Regions from separate parts of the Rattus norvegicus genome. Here region 2 is linked to region 1. The links are chromatin contacts, called in public Hi-C maps. All regions are on one chromosome and are shown on one strand. The core of a region is the stretch at or near the end of the contact, and the rest is flanking DNA. Distances in the headings are between cores, read along the strand shown. Region 1 holds the start of Kctd4 (potassium channel tetramerization domain containing 4). Region 2 has its middle 29 kb from the start of Gpalpp1.

Region 1 (6,773 bases), core at 2,577-5,076:
GGAACTTAATGAATGTTACCTTTTTATTAGTAGTGCTTTATAAGGAGCACTTAAGACTTCAGAGAAACACTGGAGCAGGCTTATTTGTTATCTTCATCTTTAGGCTGGGATAGTCATCTGCTTTTTATTATTTGAGGTCTTATGTTTCATTCACTCTTCATGCTGCACAGGTACAGTTTACAATACAGCAGAAAGCCATAAGGACATTTTAAAATTGGGTACAAGAACCACTGCATGGGCTAGGTCCAAATACAGGAGAATGTATGCTTGGGTCCTGGAAGTATAGTAAATAACCTTTACCACCTTCCTTTAAACAGATAGAGACACTGGTGAGTTCTTTATAACATTTGCTTATGAGAAAGACATTACACAGTCATTGAAACAAAACTGTCACGGAAGCTTTACTCTTGTCCTTTTGTAAGTTATCAAGATATCTTAGTAAGATCCTGGTAAATATTTCTAGAAAGCCATAAATTTAAAACTAGACATTTTCTGTGTACCTGTAGCATAGCATTTAGGCACTAGAATCTGTAAATACAGTTAATTTTGAATTTGCAAAGATATGTTTCTAGAGAGGTATGAGGGGAAACAGTATAGTCATATTTTCCTGTCCACTACTAATTGTTGTAGATTAGTATGGTGCCTTAAAGTTTGAGGACTTAAATCCAGAAGTGAATATTCATTTAAAGAGCTACATAAACATGCATGGATTCCTTTGGTAGTTCATAACAGCATCAATGACTTCATCATGAAAGCTAACCTCTCTAGTTAAGTCCTGGGAAGCCTTATTGCAGCTCTGAGGCTGGTTTAGCTGTGTCTCTAGTAACACATTGTATCAGTACAGCTTTATTATCTGGGCTGAAACCTTGAGAAAGAAAAAACTTGACAGTGATGTTAAATCACTACCAGTTTTTCTCAGTACACAGTCTGAATGCCAAGGAAAAGTCAGCCCCTAGTCTGGGGAGGTGTATATATGTATAAACAGTTGAGTAGCAGCCACTGGCAAATTGTACTTTTTAAAAACTGTTTCAGTAGTCCCTTTACGTTCTGATCAAGCCGCTCAAAGTTCATTAAGATTTGATACAGAAGGCAAAGCAGTTTTTTCTTAATGTAACATCTGAGGAAATTATGTAGCTGACATTGATTGTTGTTTTAGTATGAATTTTTGAAGGACTTTGTTTGCACAGTACTTTTTAAAGGGTTTCTTTTAGTCTGCATAGGCAGCTTTTATATTACCTTAGAACTTGTAAGTGAAAGTCAGTTATAGTTAATCGTAATTAATATTGAGCTTTATTCTAAATTTTATATGTAATCAAAGTGTTATAATATATGATTAACTATTCAAACTCAGCCAAGATAATCAACAGGTTTTGTTGGTTTACTATAATAAGGTTGGATTGTACTTAGTTTCAGTGATTTCTTCCCTGCGTCCTTTTTTTTTCTTTTGCTTTGTCTTTTTTGAGATAGAGCCTCACCTATTAACCCTAGCTGGCCTCAAAACACTCGTTAATCCTCCTGCCTCAGCTAGAGGGATTCCAATATGAATCACCACTTCCAGCTCATTTATTTTAAATAGACAATTTGTTCTTAGAGACCATTAGGAATGATGTAGGTGAAACCATAGGAATGATGTAGGTGTTCTTTGCAGAGTAAGTAGGCAAGGCGTGCCCCACATTTAGAGTTTAGCTGGGAGAACAGTCCTTAAGCAGTCATTCATAAAGTAAAGTTTAAGATTTCTGTGACTGTTAGCATGAGATAGAAAACATTAGCACGACTCTGAGATTTAGCAGCAGAACAGATAGTTTTAGTATAACACGAGGAATTGAGTAGTCGGTGTTGACTTTGTTGGGTTTTAGTATGAAATTTTGAAAGACTTTTTTTGCATAATAGATTTTTAAAAGATTAGTAAAGTTCTTCTGTAAGAGTGTTCTTGAATAATGTTCATTTAATATTTTTGAGCTTGAAAAATGAGCATAGAGTGATTGTGAGAGTGGGTCTTCCATTCTTACACCATGTGCTCAGCTGGGACCAAACTGCCCGTGCTGTGCTGTGTGGGAAAGTGCAGCTGCTAATTTTTGTCCCTTGCTGACTAGTAAGGTGCTACTGTAGCCTGGCAGGTGATCGATTGCATGCATGCAGGATATCATGCACAATCATCAAGTGGCACTATTCATTTTTAAAGTGACACGTGTAACTTTTATTGCAATCATTAATACAAGCAAAGAAGCTAGCAGTGCTTTTATTTATTTTTTTATTGTTATCAAGCAGTTTCCTAGAAATTTTCAGCAAAATTATAAATTTAGCCATAATTGTAGTACGAAATACAGGAACTATAATAAAGCTTTTGGTGCCTGCTATTTTAAAAGTCAAATCAGTAGCTCGAATGTGTTTTACAATCCCATTTTGATTCACTGTCACCCCTGCTTTAGGTAGCTCTGTACATTTAATTTGCTCTCCATGTTTATTTTATAAACCAGTTCATTTTCTTCATGGAATTTTGCTCTTAAGTAGAAAAGATTTTGAATCGTATATTGTTAGCATTTGCTATAGTGAATGATAGGTGAAGTACAAAGACATTCTCATTGAAAGACAGCTTAAAGAAAAAAAATAAATAGCAAAAGCATTGTCTTTATTTACAGTGTAGAAGACCACAGCTTCACTGTCGGTGGGAATGTGAAGGCAGAACACCCCAGAGAAGGACATCTTTAGTGATAGATTTACATACCGTTAGCTCACAGTACTTGATTAGCAGCCGGGCTCTGGACTAGCTAGCTGGGCACGTTGTTTGGGATGCCTTTGATTCTGTGGCTTCTGAAGCTTGCTGGCTGCATGCTTGTTGCCTTTGTTCATGAGACAGGTAATTACTTGATAAAATGAAGAGCATCGCTGTGAACAATTGACCCTTTGGAGCAGTCCAGGCTGGTCAGCAGTCTAAACCCACACTTTAAAGCCATCATTATGGCCTCAAACTTAAGAGTTTCCAAGGTGCAGACAAAGGTGTTGTCTTCCTTTAGTACAAGTCGAGTGCCGTTCTCAGACTTGATGAAGTATTTAAACTGAATGATATTTGACGACACAGAGAACTCCTCCGGAAACCCATCCAGCCTGCTTTTGGATACCAGAACAATGCGAGATTTGATTTTTGATATGAAATCAGGAGCATTACAGAAGATTCTCAGTCCTTGTGAACGGTCGTGGTTATCTGTTATTTCTAAGAAAGTGGTCTCTCGGGGTGTCAGCTGTTCTTTTTTCCACCTGGATTTCACCTCCTCCGCCAGCCCCTTGAGCTGGAAGAATTCTGCCTCTTGAGCAAGAAGTTGATTTTCTCGAAATCCTTCGGGAAGTAGAAGTTCTCCATTTCGTAGGAAGTTTAGGACATGCCTGAAGAGGAGCCCATCCCTGTCAATGAAGTAATGGCCATCAGCATCAAATGGACAGAGGATTTTGCCATTTACGATGCCTTCCAGGAAGGTGTCTGGGTACTTGGTCAGTGTCTGCCTTTGAGTAATGTATAGATAACCACCGACGTTGAGGGTCGTCAGTGTGGATGTGCAGTTCTTGCCTTGCTCGGCGTCTTCCAGGCTGTTGTGCCTCCCTTCGTACTCCCTTTCTTTTTCCCTTCTGATTATTTTACGCTCCATTTTCAGGATGCTATTTCAGCTTGTTCTTCTTGGCTTGGAGATTTTTTTTCTTTTAAAAAAGAAACACTACCACACAAGCACGCCTTTATTCCGTCCCAGCCTGGCGATGCAATGAAATGCTGGTAGCACCGCCTGCGCTGGCAGCTGGGTTTTGCAGTAGGTGGCGTGTCAGCTATGCATGCAGGAGCTTTCTGGAGTAAGACGGAAGAGAGAATTTGCATTTAACTGTGTCAGGGAAGGGATTTGTTGCAAAAGGATTTCTGTGTCTGTTTTTGAGTAAATGAGACTTACTCAGAGTAAATTGACTTTCCTTACCAGTTAAACTGCCACTCCAGTTTAATTCCTAGGTAAATGAGAATTTCTGTCCGTTTCTAAAGGTCTAAGTCATTGCTTAGTCTAAGTCAGTAGACTAATACTGAGTTACACTGTCATTTTTTAGAAATAGTATATGTTGTACTGGTTTATTTAAAAATAAGTCATAATAGGGAACCTAAGGTGAAAGAAACTAGCATATAGAATTTTTTCCTATAAAAATACAGTGTTTGCAATGTTTTAGACCCAGACAAAAGTATCTAGACGTGCTGTTGTGACATTGAATTTGAATTTAGTGTTTTGTATTTGGACCTCTTTGTTAAATAAGAAATTTGCAGAGCTTCTTTTCACAAAAGGTTGTTTATTTACGTATTTTTTACCTCAAGGTTAAAAAAAGTCATGCAGGCTGGCTTTGTAGTATTCATTCACATTTTGTTAGTTACGATCTCCTATAGCAAATCCACGAGCTCGTTTTACCCTGCTTAGGTGCTGTGGAGAAAACTGTAGCCATGTGCGTGCAGGGAGAAAGATGATTCTGAATGCCTGCTTGGTTTCGTGGTTACATGTTGTTAGGGTTTGTTATCTCACAGAGAGTGATGGAGTCGTGTGAGTGGAGGGCTTCCCTGCCTCTTTGTCCTTAAAATCGCCCTCCAAAGCATTTTAGGATTCTGAGCTTAGGCTTCTAGAATCAAAGCCCCGGAGATAAGAAATCTGGGTGTGCTTCTAGTACATATTACTTGAACAGCCTGTCTATTAAATTACCCCGAGGAACTCTGTTGTAAGAGTTTGGCTTTTATATGAAAGTCACTTACATTTCTGTTCATTAAATATCTTTTAAACTATATATTTTTATAGCAGATAATGAATTTAACATTTAAAATTTGAAATTGGACTAGAAATCTAAGGCCTAATCATTGTTTGCTTATGATCATGAGATTCAGCTTCTTTACCAAAGAGGGAATTCCGTCTGAGAGAGCTTTTCATGTTTACCTGGGTTTTACACTTGCCTTGGTAGAGCCATAAACTAATGCCTCCTTCTCAGCCCTGTAGCATTGAAGAAGAGTGTGCTCTTACATTCTGACAGAGGGTGTGTGTGTGTGTGTGTGTGTGTGTGTGTGTGTGTGTGTGTGTGTGTTAAAATGAAGTTTTACTATGGGTGTGACTTTTTTTTTTTTTTTGGTTCTTTTTTTTCGGAGCTGGGGACCGAACCCAGGGGCTTGCGCTTCCTAGGCAAGCGCTCTACCACTGAGCTAAATCCCCAACCCCGGGTGTGACTTATTTTAAGAACTGAATAGTTGGGTGGAAGGAAGATACCAGTTTAGAAATCGTGGAGTTTTGTTACTACCACTGACTAACATCAGCAAGAGCATAGATACATTCATAGATACATGCAGTCTGTTCTTTATGAACTAACAGGACACCTGAATCATACAATATGATCATATTTAGGAATAGGTTTTCTGGCATAGCTCAGCTTCCTTGGTCTGTCTGTAGATGCCCTCATGGGACCCTCCTGATGTTGGTGCTAGAGAACAGGCTTCCATTGGGGTGGTGGGCAGGTCAAACAGGCAAGTTTGCTATCTCTTTCTGAAGCCCACTTACAGTTTCTGCTACCAGATTCTCAGCACCACTGATAAACTTGCTGTTTCTTTAGTCTCGCCTGTTGTGTTGTGTTATTTTATTTGTTGATACAGCCTAGCCTGTCATCAAAATCTTGATAGTCTCTTTTCTTCAGCTTCTTCAGTGCTAGGATTCCAGGTGTGAGACACCATACCTAGCTTATAGGCTTACTGTGATACGGACTGACACTCTTCCACCATGTGCCTCTCACCCTAAGACTCGCAACCTCACTATGGTGTGCTTTGCTTCGGCAAACTCGCCATGCACGATTTGCTTGCCAGCTTTGGCTGCCACTGCTGGTTGTAACTGAAGCCTTCTCATGGTGCCTTACTAAAAGAGATGTGAATCCACAGGACTTCCCTTTTGTGTCTTGTCTGCCGTCTTGCATCTTAAAAAAGGAAACTGGCATCTAGTAGATGCCACTGCATCCCATGTTACTGTGTTTCAGCCATGTGATGGCACTCCTGGATTTACAGGCTTCCTTTGGTTATTGCTGCCTGTGTTGTACACTTGCTAGCTTGGCTTTGTGTGGACTCTTCTGACTTTTTATTTGTGATAGATGCTTGTCGAAGGTAGTCAGATGGTCTATATAATATACTATATAATATAATATATAATAAAGTTTATATAATAAACTATATAATAGTACTTGTGTGACAGTACCAGAGAGAGTCCGTTTGTATGACTGTTTCTCTGCCTCACTACAGGTATAACGTAGAATTAGCAGTCCAGCAAAACTCCATCACAAGAGCCAAAGCCACACATCAAAGGTTGGCTCCTTTGACCGCCCTTGACCACTAGCTTAGAGCATCTCATCTAACTTTGTAGTCAGGAAGGCGTCACTGTGGAAAGCAGAGGCTCTGCTTCCCTTATGACCTTACTCTTACAAGTTGGATCACTCGGTGTGGTAATTCATGCTTACCCTTATCCCCAGCTCTCAGAAGTTGAGGTCAGAAGATTCTGAATTCAAAGCTATCTAGGCTACATAGTAATTCAAAATAAATTTTAAAAAGGAAATAAGAAAACCTCATAGAGGGGTTTAACCTTTTTTTTTTTTTTTTTTTTTTTTTTTTTTTTTTTTTTTTTTTTTGGAGCTGGGGACCAACCCAGGGCCTTGCGCTTGCGCTCTACCACTGAGCTAAATCCCCAGCCCGGGGTTTAACCTCTTAAACACCATAATCTGGAACCTTACAAAAAGAG
Region 2 (6,773 bases), core at 1,656-4,155, 130 kb before region 1:
GGAAAGTAGAACCTAGTTGGGGAGGCAGATCGCTGAACTGGTATCTCTGGGAGAGGGCTGCTAAATGGTGCCCCGACTTCTTCCTGTCTTCCTCTGTCTCAGCTTCCTGTCCTTCACAAGGTGAGAAGTGCCTCTGTCACATATCCTCACTATGATGCTTGGGCTAAGGCACAGAGTGACTGACCAAGGACTGAGGCCTTGAAACCACGAGTCAAAACAAATCTTTCTTCCTTTAGATTGTTTCTGTGGGGTATTTTGTCACAATGATACAAGAGTAATTGTACCTCACATTATACGGGGGGAGGAGGTGTTTGAAGAATTCAGGCTCATATTTCTTTGCTGAGTAGACAAGTCAATTTGCTCCTTAGATCTGTTTGCCGACCCCATCTCATCCCCATCTGTCCTTTACCAGTGGTTCTCTCTCTGCATCTACGCGCACTCAAGTCTCTCCCATTTAAAAACAAAATGACAGCAACATTGAACCCTCTTCAAGGAAAAGGTCAGGACAAAATTAAAGCTCGGCAGTCATGGGAAGTTCCCAAACAGATGCAAATATGAGGGTGGCATTTTGAACCTGTGAATGTGACTGTGAAAGTCAGTCACTCAATAATGGGTGTTAACAGGATAGACTTGTGGGAAAGGGGTTGGCTTCTGTCTTGCAAAGTATACAGAACTAAATCCCAGGTAGATTGAATATTCTGAAGGTAAGAAATAAAGTTCTAGACAAACTATGTAGCTAATACTTTATATAACATGAGGTGATTTTGTTGTCATGGAGTTACAAGGATTTTTTTAACACTAGCTTAGTATCCAGAACTCCTAAAATAAAACCTGATAAACTGGTCTACATTAAAGAGAAAAATCAGCATAAAAACATAGTCGAGAGATAAGTGAATACTTACTACTCGTAACACAGATGAAAAGCTCAATTCCTTTTGAATTTGAATAAAATGATAAAATACCATTTAGAAAAAAATCAAGACAAAATCAGCTATGCAATGGGTAACTGGACAAAGAAGATAAACACAACGTTCACAAGAACAGAATTCTTAGAAATAGGAGAAGAAACAAACGTACTCATAAAGAGAAGTGCAGATTTAATACAATTTGGAGCCCAGAGTGATGGCACGCACACCTGTGACTCTAGCACTCAGAAATCTGAGGCAGGAGGACCACCCCATGTTTGAAAGTAGCCTGATGTCCATCATTCATCCAAGTCAAGCCAGGGCTGCATAGCAAGACCCTGTCTCCGAATAATAGTATAGGAAAGTAACGGCGACAACAACAACAACATCAACAACAACACCTGCTTCCGTGCAGTGTTCGCTCCACTAGAACAGCTGCCATTAAGCATTTCAGTGGGGCTAAATCTTTGGAGGCTAAACCAGCCTTGCTCAGCTTGCTACACTGTGCTTGGAACATTAGTCGCTTCTTGAAGTTTCTGTTCTCTCAGTCCACCTTCCTCTTTTCTAGCTTGCTGTCCATAGGATGATGCTTTTGGTAGCAAGAAGCAGGATGCCAAAATTCAATGAGAGAAGGCTGTTGGAGAACTCGGGTTTGGGTCAGAGGCTGCAGAGAGGGTGTGAGCCCAGAGCCTCAGAGGGCAAGAGGGACTGGAGAAGTCTGGAGCCCCCTTTATCCTAAGTCTGCATCCCTCTGAGTGGGCATTGATCCCACTCCCTATAGGCTGACCTTCTCTTCTTGGTAGGACACTGGACCATTAACTACTGGCCTCTCTTGTTCTTTCAGTCTAGAAATTCGCCTCAGTTTTCCCTCCACTCTGGCTCCTTCTGTTAAAAGATCACAGCAGAACCTCAAAACCTGTCCTGCAGTTCCAGTTCATAGCACCCTCTCCTCAAAGCAGACGGCTCAGATGAAGTGCCTGAAGGAGTCCCTGGGAATCAGATCTGTGTCCGGCAGTAAGTTTCACCTCCCCACACCTCCCATTCTAGCCTCCCATGTCTTTGAACTGGACCCCCAATGCCTTCTTGGCAGTAACAATACCTATAGAAACAGACCCCAGGGGCATTTCAAAACTGGGTTCAAGAGGGTTAGACAGCACCATAGGAGACCCAAATACATTTCCTGGGGTTGACCTAGATAGCTACCTGACACACTTTTTAAAGGGTGAGCAAAAAAACAAGAAACAAAGGTGTGACTTTCTGGAAGTAAGGAGTGTGAGATTCTACAAGTAAGTTGGGTCAGAGGCATAGATCTCGAGATGTTAGACTCTAGCTGTACCCCTTTAGAAGTTCTATGGAACATTCCTGGCTTGAAGACAGAGCAAACAAAACATGGCCCCCCCAGGACAGAATATGTAAGTTTTGCAACTCTGCGCTGAAATGAAAAGGTCTAATCTCCTCATAACATTAATACTAAGTTTCAAGGAAGACTTGAGCTCTGCTTGGGTCAGCTGCCCACCCATCCCTGGACAACCTAACTGCCTAGAGTACAGGGGACATTTTACTTCTGGCTGGTTCCGTAGCCCACCAGGCTAGCTGCCACTCTTACCAGGGCTTGGGTGATGCATTAAAAAAAATCAGTATAGCTCTAGGAAGGCAGGAGGGAGGGAGGGACACTGGAGAAAGATAATTTTCCCCTGTGAGTCCTGCAGGTTTCCAGTCCTTTTCCAGATGAGGAAAAGCTGGAGCTGTTAGACTTGCCACAAGGGGGCTCTTGGATTCCACGTAGGCTGTCTGTCTGTTCCAAGAAAAGCCAAACCCAACTTTGAATCTTCACCTGGGCTGGTAGCCCCAAACAGATGATTGCTTGAGCGAGCCCAGAGAGATGATTTGAGATGGAGGTGATGGAGAAATGAGTAAAAGCGGCACACTGCTCAGCACGGAGATGGAGGACGACTTTGAAAGAGATCTAATCTGAGTCCACTGCTGGACAACATCCCAGCCCGGTCCCAGAAGCACACATCCAAACAATAATATATTGGTCCCTCACCCAAGACAGCTTTCGCCTCTAGTTCAGCAAAATACCCAGGTTCAGAATATTGAGTTATCAATCTACCTGCAATATTGTTCCCCATTGAGTCTGCTCCTCATTCTAGGTAGATTCAGCTGTCACAAACATTATTACCATCTCCCCCTTTCCTCCCAAGAGGTCACTAAAACTTTCATCCTAGACCTTTGGACCTTACATATCTGTGTAGGCAGGCAAGAAAGAAAAAAAAGCCTCCTTTTAAATTTCAAATATATATCTAACTCCAGCGAGAAACCAGGAAACGTAACCATGGAAACAAGAGCATGAGTGTAACCATGGCAACCCATTTAAACCAGCTGGTCCATTATCATCTAGAATCTGGTGGGCTCTGGATGCTTTAAGGGCAGATAGCCCTGCTTAAGATGGTCAAGTGAGACCAATTGTTCATGTCAGTGCTGTGTAGTATTGTCTGAATGTTGCCAATATTTAAAAATGTTAGGGAACAAAAAGCCTTTCACAGAACTTCCTCTGTTACACTAATTTCTTTCTTTTATTTTTTTCTTTCAGTTTTATGAGATTCTCTTGTACCCAGCCTGGCTTTGAACTTGCTAAGTAGCCAAGGATCTCCCAAGCTTCCAATCCTACTGCTGATGCCTCCTAAGGCTGAATTGCCAATGTATGTCACCACACCCACTTTTGCCTATAGCAATTATTTTATTGTTTTGAAACAAGGGTTTCACTATGTATCTTTGGCTAGCTTGGAACTCACAATGTAGACCAGGCTGGCCTGGAACTCACAGATATCTCCCTGCCTCTGCCTCCCAAATACTAGAATGATATGAGTACATCACCATGCCTAGCTGGTTTTTGGGTTTTGTTTTAAACAGGGTATCCTGCATCCCACCCAGGCTGGCCCATAAATCACTGTCTCACTACACAGCCAAGGATGACCTTTAACTCCTGGTTCTCCTGCTTTTAGCTCCTGAGTGCTGGAATTACAGTCATAGGCAGCCACACCTAGTTATACAGTTCTGGAGATCAAACTCAGGGCTTTGTACATGCTAGGCAAGCACTTTGCCAACTGATATCATCCCCAGCCCTGTATCCCAATTTCTATGTGATCCTTCAGTCTTTCTGCCCTGCCTTCTTACCATAATGCTAACCAGCACTTTGCCATTCATTATAAATTCAGCAGACACAAACTAATCACTTCAGTGCGCTAAACACTACATACCGGTGCCGCAGATGATAAAGACCGTCTCTCCAGGGTCAACACCAAGGTGGGTCTTTCAAAAAGCTATTCGCTTAGCAAAAGGGTTTGTTCCCAGAATGACAGAATTTGGATTTGTTCTTCCAGTAACGAGATACCCTTTGGACAAGGCTTTTCTTGGTTTCGGTGATCTGTTTTTGTTGATGCGTTACAGTGTATGCGAACACGTTGAACCCTGGGCTTTGCACATGGTTCACTATTTTATACCATGGAGCCACTCCCACAGGTGCTTTTTTCCCATTTTGTGGAGGAAGCTTCACTCTTCTTCCCCTGTCAGAACAGATGTTGCAAAGTAAGATCCTTCTGCACGACCCTTCCCTTTTCCTTGGGCATCACGATGCCTGTATCCCTGCTCAGTTTCAAAGGCCAGGGGACAGTCTGTGAGTCTTGTGTCTTAGTGGGGTAAAAAGACAGAGTAGATGACCACCACATATAGGTATGCCACTGGAGGCAGGTTCCTGGCCCTCTCCAAAACTCACCCTTATCTGTACCTCAGCCATCCCTTTCATCCTCAGCCCTTTCCCCCCTTTCATTCAACTGGTCAAATCTTCAGGCATGCCACTGGAACCCTGTTGACCCATAGATAATGAGTGTCATGGTTAATCATGACTCAGATTGATTGGATTTAGAGTTGCCATGGAAACAAACCTCTGGGCACATCTGTGAGGGAGTTTCAAGATTAGGCTAATTAGGTGAGAAGACCTACCCTGTGGATAGTATCATTCTATGGGGAAGGAGTCCAGACTGACCAGGAAGGGAAAAAGCAAGCTGGGCATCAGCTTTAACCTGTCTGCTTCCTGCCTAGATGCACTGTGAGCAGCTGCCTTGTGCTCCTGCTGCCGTGCCTTCCTCTGCTATGATGGACTCCGCCCTCAAAGTTCTGACTAAAATGAAACATTCCTTCCCTGAGTTGCTTTCATCGGGTATTTGTTTCAAGGTTGAAGGAAGAAATAGAGAGTGGGGAGGGAGCACCAACCTCACTTGTTCTATGGGGCTTGTTCTACACCATGTCCTAAGAATTCTCACAACAACCTAGTGAGGATTATTTTTGTCTCCAGTATGACCATGAGGAAATGAAAGGTCGACACCTGGGGTGACCTATCAAGGCCACAAACTACAGAATGGAAGGGGGAGAACTTGAGCCCCAGCCACGTCTTCCACGTCTACTGTCAACCACTGTGCACTTCTTCCTAGTGACAATGCTTCTGGATCACTACAAATATCACCTACTCCAGTGTCTCCCACTCAGCCACTACATCCAGGTACACAGCCCAGAGTCACCTTAGAAGAGAGTTTCAGATGAGAATTTGCAGAGATAAGATTGGCCTATGTGGATGGCCGTGACAGATTGTCTTGATTGCTAAACCATGTAGGAAACACCAGCCCACTGTGGGTAGTATCATTCCCTACGCAGTTGGTCCTGAGCTGTGTAAGGAAGCTGGCTAAGCATGAGCTGGGGTGTGTGAGCCAGGAAGCAGCATCCCCCTAAGATTCTGCTTCTAGTTGCTGCTGGAAGTGTAAGACAAATAAACTCTTATCCTCTGAGTTGATTTTGTTGAGATTTGATTTTGTGGGTTTATCACAGCAACAAGAGGAAACTAGAAAAGCCTTGTTGCCCAGAGAGGCAGAGAGGTCCAACACCAATACATAAAGGTGAGAGAAAGGACCTCGGTAGCCCTGTCAGTGAAGCACAGAGACCTGAGTTCAACACTCAAAACCCATATAAAAAGCTGAGCATAGTGTCTGTGGCTCTGGCATATATCCCTGGTGTAGAGATAGGAATGTCCCTGGGGCCCTCCATCCAGCGGGCCAAACCTACTTGACAAACTCCAGGCTAACAAAAGACCTTGTCTGAAAAGCTAAATGGATGGCATTACTGAGGAACAACACCCAAGGTTATTCTCTGGCCTACACACACACACACACACACACCCCTAGCAAAGAAGCACATCTCAAAAGGTCAAGGGAAGAAGGTGAACGTCTTCTGCCTAGAACCGGGGAAATAGAAAGGCGTGTGCTTCTCAGTAGATTTCTCAGTGGCAATGTTTGGTTTAGCTTTTGAGAGGATAATGGGCTTTTCAAGAGCAGAGGAGAAAGTTCCACATAAACAGAGTGCGGCATGAACAGAAGTATACAGGGCTTGAAAACATTGATTTCCCACCCCTCCCCCACCCCAGGTCACAAACATCACAGCCACAGCTTAGCACTCCAGCTGTGACTAAGAAAACCTGCTTCTGGCTAGTGTGGCAATGTGTGGCTGGGGCTCATTCGAGATGAGGGCTGGAAAGTGAAGAAGGCAGGTGGCAAACATTGACTCACACCTGTACTCAAGTGAGAGAAAGAGAAAACAAACTGAACTTAGTCTAGCATACTTTGCCCTCTCTGCCCCGCTCACACCTCTATCAGCTGCTGTCAACTGTCACTGTCATTTAGAACTCTCCATGTAGGTAACAGACATCTACAGGCCTCGCTCAGACCTTAAGCTCTGCTTCATTCCTAGGTTAGGGGTGGGAGTTCTGATTTTCAGCAGTTTTTTCCCTCAGTGCAGGGGATCGAATCCAAGGCCCACCCA

Evidence for each region. A called contact is a pair of places that touch in the nucleus more often than the background predicts.
Region 2: a Hi-C map of frontal cortex shows a contact between it and region 1, with 2.9 times the contacts expected there. The contact joins the enhancer-like site here to the promoter of Kctd4 in region 1. A contact is called at or near these places in 2 of 12 Hi-C or Micro-C datasets (frontal cortex and kidney).

Annotation. Positions count from the first base shown.
Region 1 is chr15:57,680,665-57,687,437 of GRCr8, reverse strand. Kctd4 (potassium channel tetramerization domain containing 4) reads right to left here and starts at 3,826. Exons shown (of 1, transcript NM_001109650.1): 1 at 622-3,826. The coding sequence starts at 3,641. The coding sequence ends at 2,862. The region is part of intron 4 of Gtf2f2 (general transcription factor IIF subunit 2); the gene reads left to right.
Region 2 is chr15:57,806,128-57,812,900 of GRCr8, reverse strand. No RefSeq gene overlaps it. Among named protein-coding and RNA genes, the nearest start is that of Gpalpp1, 29 kb to the left of the region's middle. Within about 2 kb of position 2,905, at least 8 of the 93 cell types and tissues checked have an H3K27ac peak or open chromatin away from gene starts, as enhancers often do.